2 separate regions of the Ovis aries genome follow, and region 1 is linked to region 2. Evidence: chromatin contacts called from public Hi-C data. All regions are on one chromosome and are shown on one strand. The core of a region is the stretch at or near the end of the contact, and the rest is flanking DNA. Distances in the headings are between cores, read along the strand shown. Region 1 overlaps ZDHHC14 (zinc finger DHHC-type palmitoyltransferase 14). Region 2 holds the start of ZDHHC14 (zinc finger DHHC-type palmitoyltransferase 14).

Evidence for each region. Hi-C and Micro-C count contacts between places; a contact is called where the count stands out from the background.
Region 1: a contact with region 2 is called in a Hi-C map of hypothalamus, with 2.5 times the contacts expected there. The contact joins the enhancer-like site here to the promoter of ZDHHC14 in region 2. A contact is called at or near these places in 2 of 16 Hi-C or Micro-C datasets (blood and hypothalamus).

What each region holds. Positions count from the first base shown.
Region 1 is chr8:81,831,162-81,834,112 of ARS-UI_Ramb_v3.0, reverse strand. The region is part of intron 1 of ZDHHC14 (zinc finger DHHC-type palmitoyltransferase 14); the gene reads right to left. Among named protein-coding and RNA genes, the nearest start is that of ZDHHC14, 79 kb to the right of the region's middle. Within about 2 kb of position 1,467, at least 9 of the 54 cell types and tissues checked have an H3K27ac peak or open chromatin away from gene starts, as enhancers often do. A contact at or near this core is called in hypothalamus, where this site is marked.
Region 2 is chr8:81,752,811-81,755,708 of ARS-UI_Ramb_v3.0, reverse strand. It overlaps ZDHHC14 (zinc finger DHHC-type palmitoyltransferase 14), which reads right to left and starts at 1,600. Exons shown (of 8, transcript XM_042253668.1): 1 at 1,206-1,600. The coding sequence starts at 1,450.

The sequences.
Region 1 (2,951 bases), core at 218-2,717, 79 kb before region 2:
TTTCACAGTAATTTCAAGCAGAGGTGATAGTGAAAGTGAAGTCGCTCAGTCGTGTCCGACTCTTTGTGACCCCATGGACAGTAGCCTGCACCAGGCTCTTCTGTCCACGGGATTTTCTAGGCAATTGTACTGGACTGGGTTGCCATTTCCTTCCCCAGGGAATCTTCCCGACCCAGGGATCGAACCCAGGTCTCCAGCACTGTAGACAGACGCTTTACCATCTTAGCCACCAGGGAAGTCCCTTCAAGCAGAGGTGGACAGAACCAAAAGGGTTAAATGAATTCTCCAAATAATGGTAAAACAAAAAAAGAAAAGAAAACAACTCTTCCTAACCCTCCTTCTTCCTTGGCAAATTTCCAAACTTAAAAAACAGTGAGGGGCTTCCCTAGCAGTCCAGTGGTTAAGATTTCACCTTCCAATGCAGGATGTCCTGGGTTTAATCCCTGGTTGGGGACCTAAGACTCCCACATGTCTCCTGGCCAAAAAAAAACCAAAAACATAGAGGCTATATTTTAACAAATTCAATGAAGTCTTTAAAAATGGTCCGCATCAAAACTAAATAAATTTCTGCAAGTGATTAAAGGGCAGGATGACTGGATGCGTTCCCTCCTCTCTCCATCCCTGCACTCCAAAGAAGTGCAGATGGCCGAGATGGGGATGCCCATGCTTTCTCTCTCTTTAATTCTTGACGATTTCAAAAGTGTTCTCAGACAAGTTACGTCATGGCATGCCCCTAGCAACACCAGGTGCTGCCCTGGCCACCGGTCATCCTTCCCACTTTGCAGAAACCAACTTCCATGGCTTAGGGGACTCACCCACAGTTACCCGGCACCAACTCAGAGAGCCCAGGCCTCCAGCCAGGTCTCACTGCCCCACCCAGTGCTTTCAAACACAACGATACAAGCAGAGGGCCGCCTGGACCACAAACTGCAAAAACAGCACCTGTATTAAAGCGAATCAACTGAAAATATCAAGAGAGTACTTTTAGGCCCTCGAGATAGACTGCAAACTCGAAAGTCTACCAGCATCAACACATGACTAGACCGGTCTTTGCTTGAGCCCTAACCCGGCACCTCCACTCAGAATCTAGGGCTACAGGCCTGCAAGGCTTCCTTGGGATGCAGAAAGCAGGAAAAGCTGCCCGCCAGCAGCAGCAGGCCTCCTCCTGAAGCAGAAGAGAATGTGATTTCACAACAGCGGCAGCAATCTGCAAACATCAGTGAGCCCTCATGAAACCCAGGCATCACCAAGACAGCAAAACTCCCATTTCCTCTGTTTCTTCTCTCAGGCCTGCAGTTAATTCTTTTCTCAACCCTCCCCTACCTTCCTCCCAGAGTCAGATTAAGGGGATGGGGACTGGTACCCAGTAGCTATCAAAGAATGTCATCTGACACTGAGCTAAGCGCCGGGGAGAGCTCTGCTCAGATGCACAACGGGCCAGCATGTTTCTCTGATTACCCGTCTAAAACTAACTGCTTTATCTGAGTGAAAAGGCTGTGTTCCACAGTCATTTTCCTTCTAACAAGAGCCGCTTGTATCCCCAGCTGACTATAAGAAAGATTACATTCTGTTCCTCACGAAGAAAATCACAATGGTCGGTATGTGGCCCAAGTCCTGAAGATGAGCGCAGCCGGCCAGCGGGGCAGCCATGGGGCAGGGTCCCCTGCCGAGGACGCCACTATCCTACCTGCTGAGAAAACAAAACAAAACCAAACAAAAGCCAGCATCACAGGGGCCTCCGGATTGAGAAGCAGCCTTTGAGGAAAACTAGTCTCCACAAAAAGCTTCGTGGGGATTCCACATGATTCTCCTGCTTCATTTAGGGGAGCAGGGCGGTAATAAAAAGGGACGACAGCTCAACATGAGCCTCTCTCACCCCCACAACCCCCCGAGGCCCAAATGCCTTCTTCCTTGCCTTCGTCCCTTTTTGTTCCTGAGTAATCCTCCCCTTAGACAGGGGCACGGGTCACCCCGCTCTGCCTACAACGTCTCTGGCACACCTCCGCTGCCCGAGTAGACGGTGCAGCTTCGGAAAGATCAACACTGTCTGCATCGAGGGGCATCAGAACTCCTGTGGCCGTCCTGCAACCTGCCAGTTCAGACTGTGAAATCCTTCGAGAACTTCGGAAGAAAGTGATACTGTGGTGAATAGCCAGCTCACTTCGCTTCTAAAAGCTTTCTGCTGCCTTTCAGAGTGGCCTGGCATCGTCTCCCAGGAAACATTAGGCAATAGACGTGCAGTAAGAAAGACGGCCTGGGCAAAGCTCTTCAATTTGCGATAAATGAGATTTTTAAGATGGGTAGCACCTAAACTGAAGGCTGTTTTCAGCCCAACGGCCTTGTTTCCAGGGCTGTCAAAGACACTCACGAAAGGATGCTTTCTGATCCGACTGAAATCAATATTGTGCTTATGCTGTCGTTTAGGTAGCATTTAAACCTGATGTCAGTACCAAATATAGCATTAGCAAAAGAAAACACCAGCTTGGCCTGCAGTTGCCATCAAATAACTCTTTGAATAATATGGAGAAAACTATCAAAACTTTTGGAGACATTTTAATATGCTGGAAGAAAAATGGGAGCACTCATTTCTAGTATCTACTTTTAGTTTTGTTAGCTAGTGTTTAAAGATATATTAGAAACATTAAAAAATTTAATAATATTATGTTGCATTTTTCTTTCTTCTTTGGGTAAACATATTTCATATCCAAGGATCTTCTAGAGTTAAAGAGTGTGACCTGTTACAGGATTTAGAGAGATGACTTTGATATTAGAAGAAAAGTACATTCACAAGTAGCAAAGATTGAGAATGTGGCAGGGAAATTGGCTGATGCATACACTTTAACCTTATTTCTTTGACCCTTCACCTTTTGGGTGGCTAAAATGCAGACGTGATGACTGGAGCTGAAGTAACTGTCTTGCACTAGGAGGGAATCTTGGAAAGGAAAGCCAGA
Region 2 (2,898 bases), core at 351-2,850:
CAGAGCCTATTAATACTTATCAGAGACAAAAGTAAATATACACAGAAAGTTTTAATGAACCCTACCCAACAGAAGCAGGAAGCGTTATCATGCCCCATAATAACCAGGATACAGCAAAAGCAAAGAACCCCCAATAAATATATTGCTTTTTTTTTTAATGGTGGTGGGGAGTAGTAGCTACAAGTTTCATTGAGCATCAGATACCAAGAATTACATAAGAAGTTGCATTGCAAATGTTGGACCTAATAAGAGCAATTGAAATTGATTCCGGAATGTGGTTAAACTACTTTATCTAATACTATTAATCAGTAAGAAGATCCCTCATTAGTTGGCAGGAGGATAGCTGCTACCAGCCAATCTGATTTTCCTGAAAACAGAAGACATGCATGTACTTTGTTTTTCCAGTTAAAGCTCTAAAGTCCCCAAGTATTGTTTCTGGAGTCAGAAGTTACCAAGCAGTGTCATACTCTTCCTGAAAATAGGCCTACAGTCTCCTTTTTAACCTGTTTCCAAATATCAGGAAGGGGTGGGAGAAGTGTTTGCTTGGAACATTTTTTTATTGAAACTTTTTTTAAAACAGTGAAGCGTTTAGACACCTGATAGTAAATCAGAAACTGTTGACCAAGAGTGAACATCTAAAGGGGAATGAAAAATGAAATTATCCTTCCAGGCCACATGGGGTGGCCTACACTCTGAGACCTCAACCAACCAAGATTTCTTGATATTCAGCAAAGACGCGTAGAAGATTTCGGAAGCCGAGCTTAACATGATGCCCTTACAGCTCTTGAATAGGAAAGGAGGCCAACTCTGTGGATCCCCTCTGTGATCTACCTCCTTCCCGCTTCCTACAGAAGGCTACATCTGGGCTGGACTGCTATTCCCCAAACTCTAGGAGTCGGGCCAGCACCAAGAATCAGCCACCTGCCAAAGTGCCACTCAACAAGGCGGGTACACCTTCCAAGTGTCCCCCTCTGCCCTGTCCTCCACTCCTAGAGTCCGACCCAAAACTGCATTATCTCTGGGGACGGACCAGCAAACAGACCTTTGAAAGAAAAAAAAAAAAAAAAAAAAAAGGTGGTGGTGGTGGGGCGTCTGTATTATATAACGATATACAACAGATAAAGCTTCTAGAAAACGAAAGTATCGAGGGGAGGGTCAGGGATCGAGGGGGTGCAGGCGTCGGGGAAGCTTTCGCCGCCACTTACTCGAAGGCGAAGAAGAGTCCGCTAGTGACCAGGATGAGGACGAGGGTCAGGTAGAAGACGCCCGTCTGCCGGGCCATCATGATCCTCCCGTTGCAGAAGAACTTGTTTCTTCCCGGGAAAACCTCCCATTTCCTCCGGGCCGCGATTTTCTTCTTCTTGTGGGGCGACTCCATGGGGGAGGAGCTGTGGGTGCTGATCTGACTGTACTCGCAGTCTTTCATGGGCCCGCCGCCGCCGGGAGGCATCCACGAGGGCAGCCGGCTGGGGGCGCACACCCCCAGCAGCCCCCCGGCCGCGCGGGCCCCGCCGAGCCACGACCGCCGCCGGCCGCCCGGCCGCCCCCCGAGCCTCGGTGCCGCGGCCCCTACACGGGCTCCCGGCTCGGCGACAACTTTGCCGAGGACACCCAGGTTAACCCTTTGGGGCGCCCAGCTGTCATAGCCCGATCCCCTGCCGAGAGGGACGGGGCTCGCCCGCAGCCCGCGGCGGCGGTCCTCGCTCGCGTCCAGCCCGCGTGCCGGGGCTCGGGGCCCCCGCGGGGTGCAGGGGGCTGCCTGGCCGCCCCCTGGTGGGCCGCGCGCCCGCCCCCTCGCGCGGCTGCTCGCTCCGCCCCGCTGCCCCCGGCCCGCGGGCCGCGCCTGGGCTCCGGCCCGCCGACCCCCGAGCGCTGCGCCCCGAGGGGACACGAGGCGGCGGCCCCCGCGCCGGCTTCCCCGGGAGCCACTTCTGCGCTGCGGTTCAGGTTTATTCTAATCCTTCCTCCCGGCGGCGGATCCTCCCCAGGAGAGAGCGATGGAAACTGGGAGGCCGCTCGCGGCCCCGGCAACCCCTCCCAGGGGTGGGTGGGGAAACCAAGCACGTTATTCTGTCGGGAGCGGGCTCGGCGACAGCCTGGGCGCCGCTGATCGCGCGGCGACCCCGCGCCGGCGCGCCCGCCAGCCGAGCCGAGTCCGCGGCCCCCGCGTGAAGCTGCCGGGGCCGCCCGGCCCGAGGGTCGCGGCGGCGGCGGCGGGTGGCAGACTGCGCGCCCACGGGCTCGCTGGATCGGTCCTGCCCCATAGGAGCCAGGCCCGGCACAAGGAGGGCCGCCGGGGGCGGCGAAGCGCTAGTGTCCGGGCCGCGGGGCGAGCGCCACAGACACTTGTTTGCAAGGCTGAGCCCCGGCGCGCGCGCCGAGCTCCGAGCGGGTCCGCCTCCTCCTCCCCGCCCGGTGGGCGGTGGCCCGCGCCTCGCCCGCCGGGCTCCTCCTCCGGCCCCTCCTTCTCGCCCCTCGAAGTCCGCACGGGCACTGCCGCGCCCCCGCCCCGGTCCCCACCGGCGGTCCGGGCGAGGCCAGTGTCCGGGCGGGGGTGGGCACTAGGTTCCCTCCAGCATCGCCCCGGGGCCGCTCCAGCCGGGTACCCGCTGATCGCTCTCCCGCAGATTTCTGTCCGCTTCCCCGCTTCTCCTCCTGGTTTATTCCCGCGGTCGCAGCCGCCTTGGGGACACCCATTCACGCGGCAACACGCAAACCCATTCTTGCGAGTCCCGGGGGCCCGAGGAACCGGCGCGGAGGCGTGACCCTCCCAGGCGGGGCGCGTGGTCGGGTCGCGGTGTTGAGGGGCGGGGGTTCTCTAATGCTGCCCGGGAAGGCGATGGGGGCGCCCGGGCGACAGGGTGGGTAGGGGCGTGCCGAGGCGGGCCAGAATCCAGG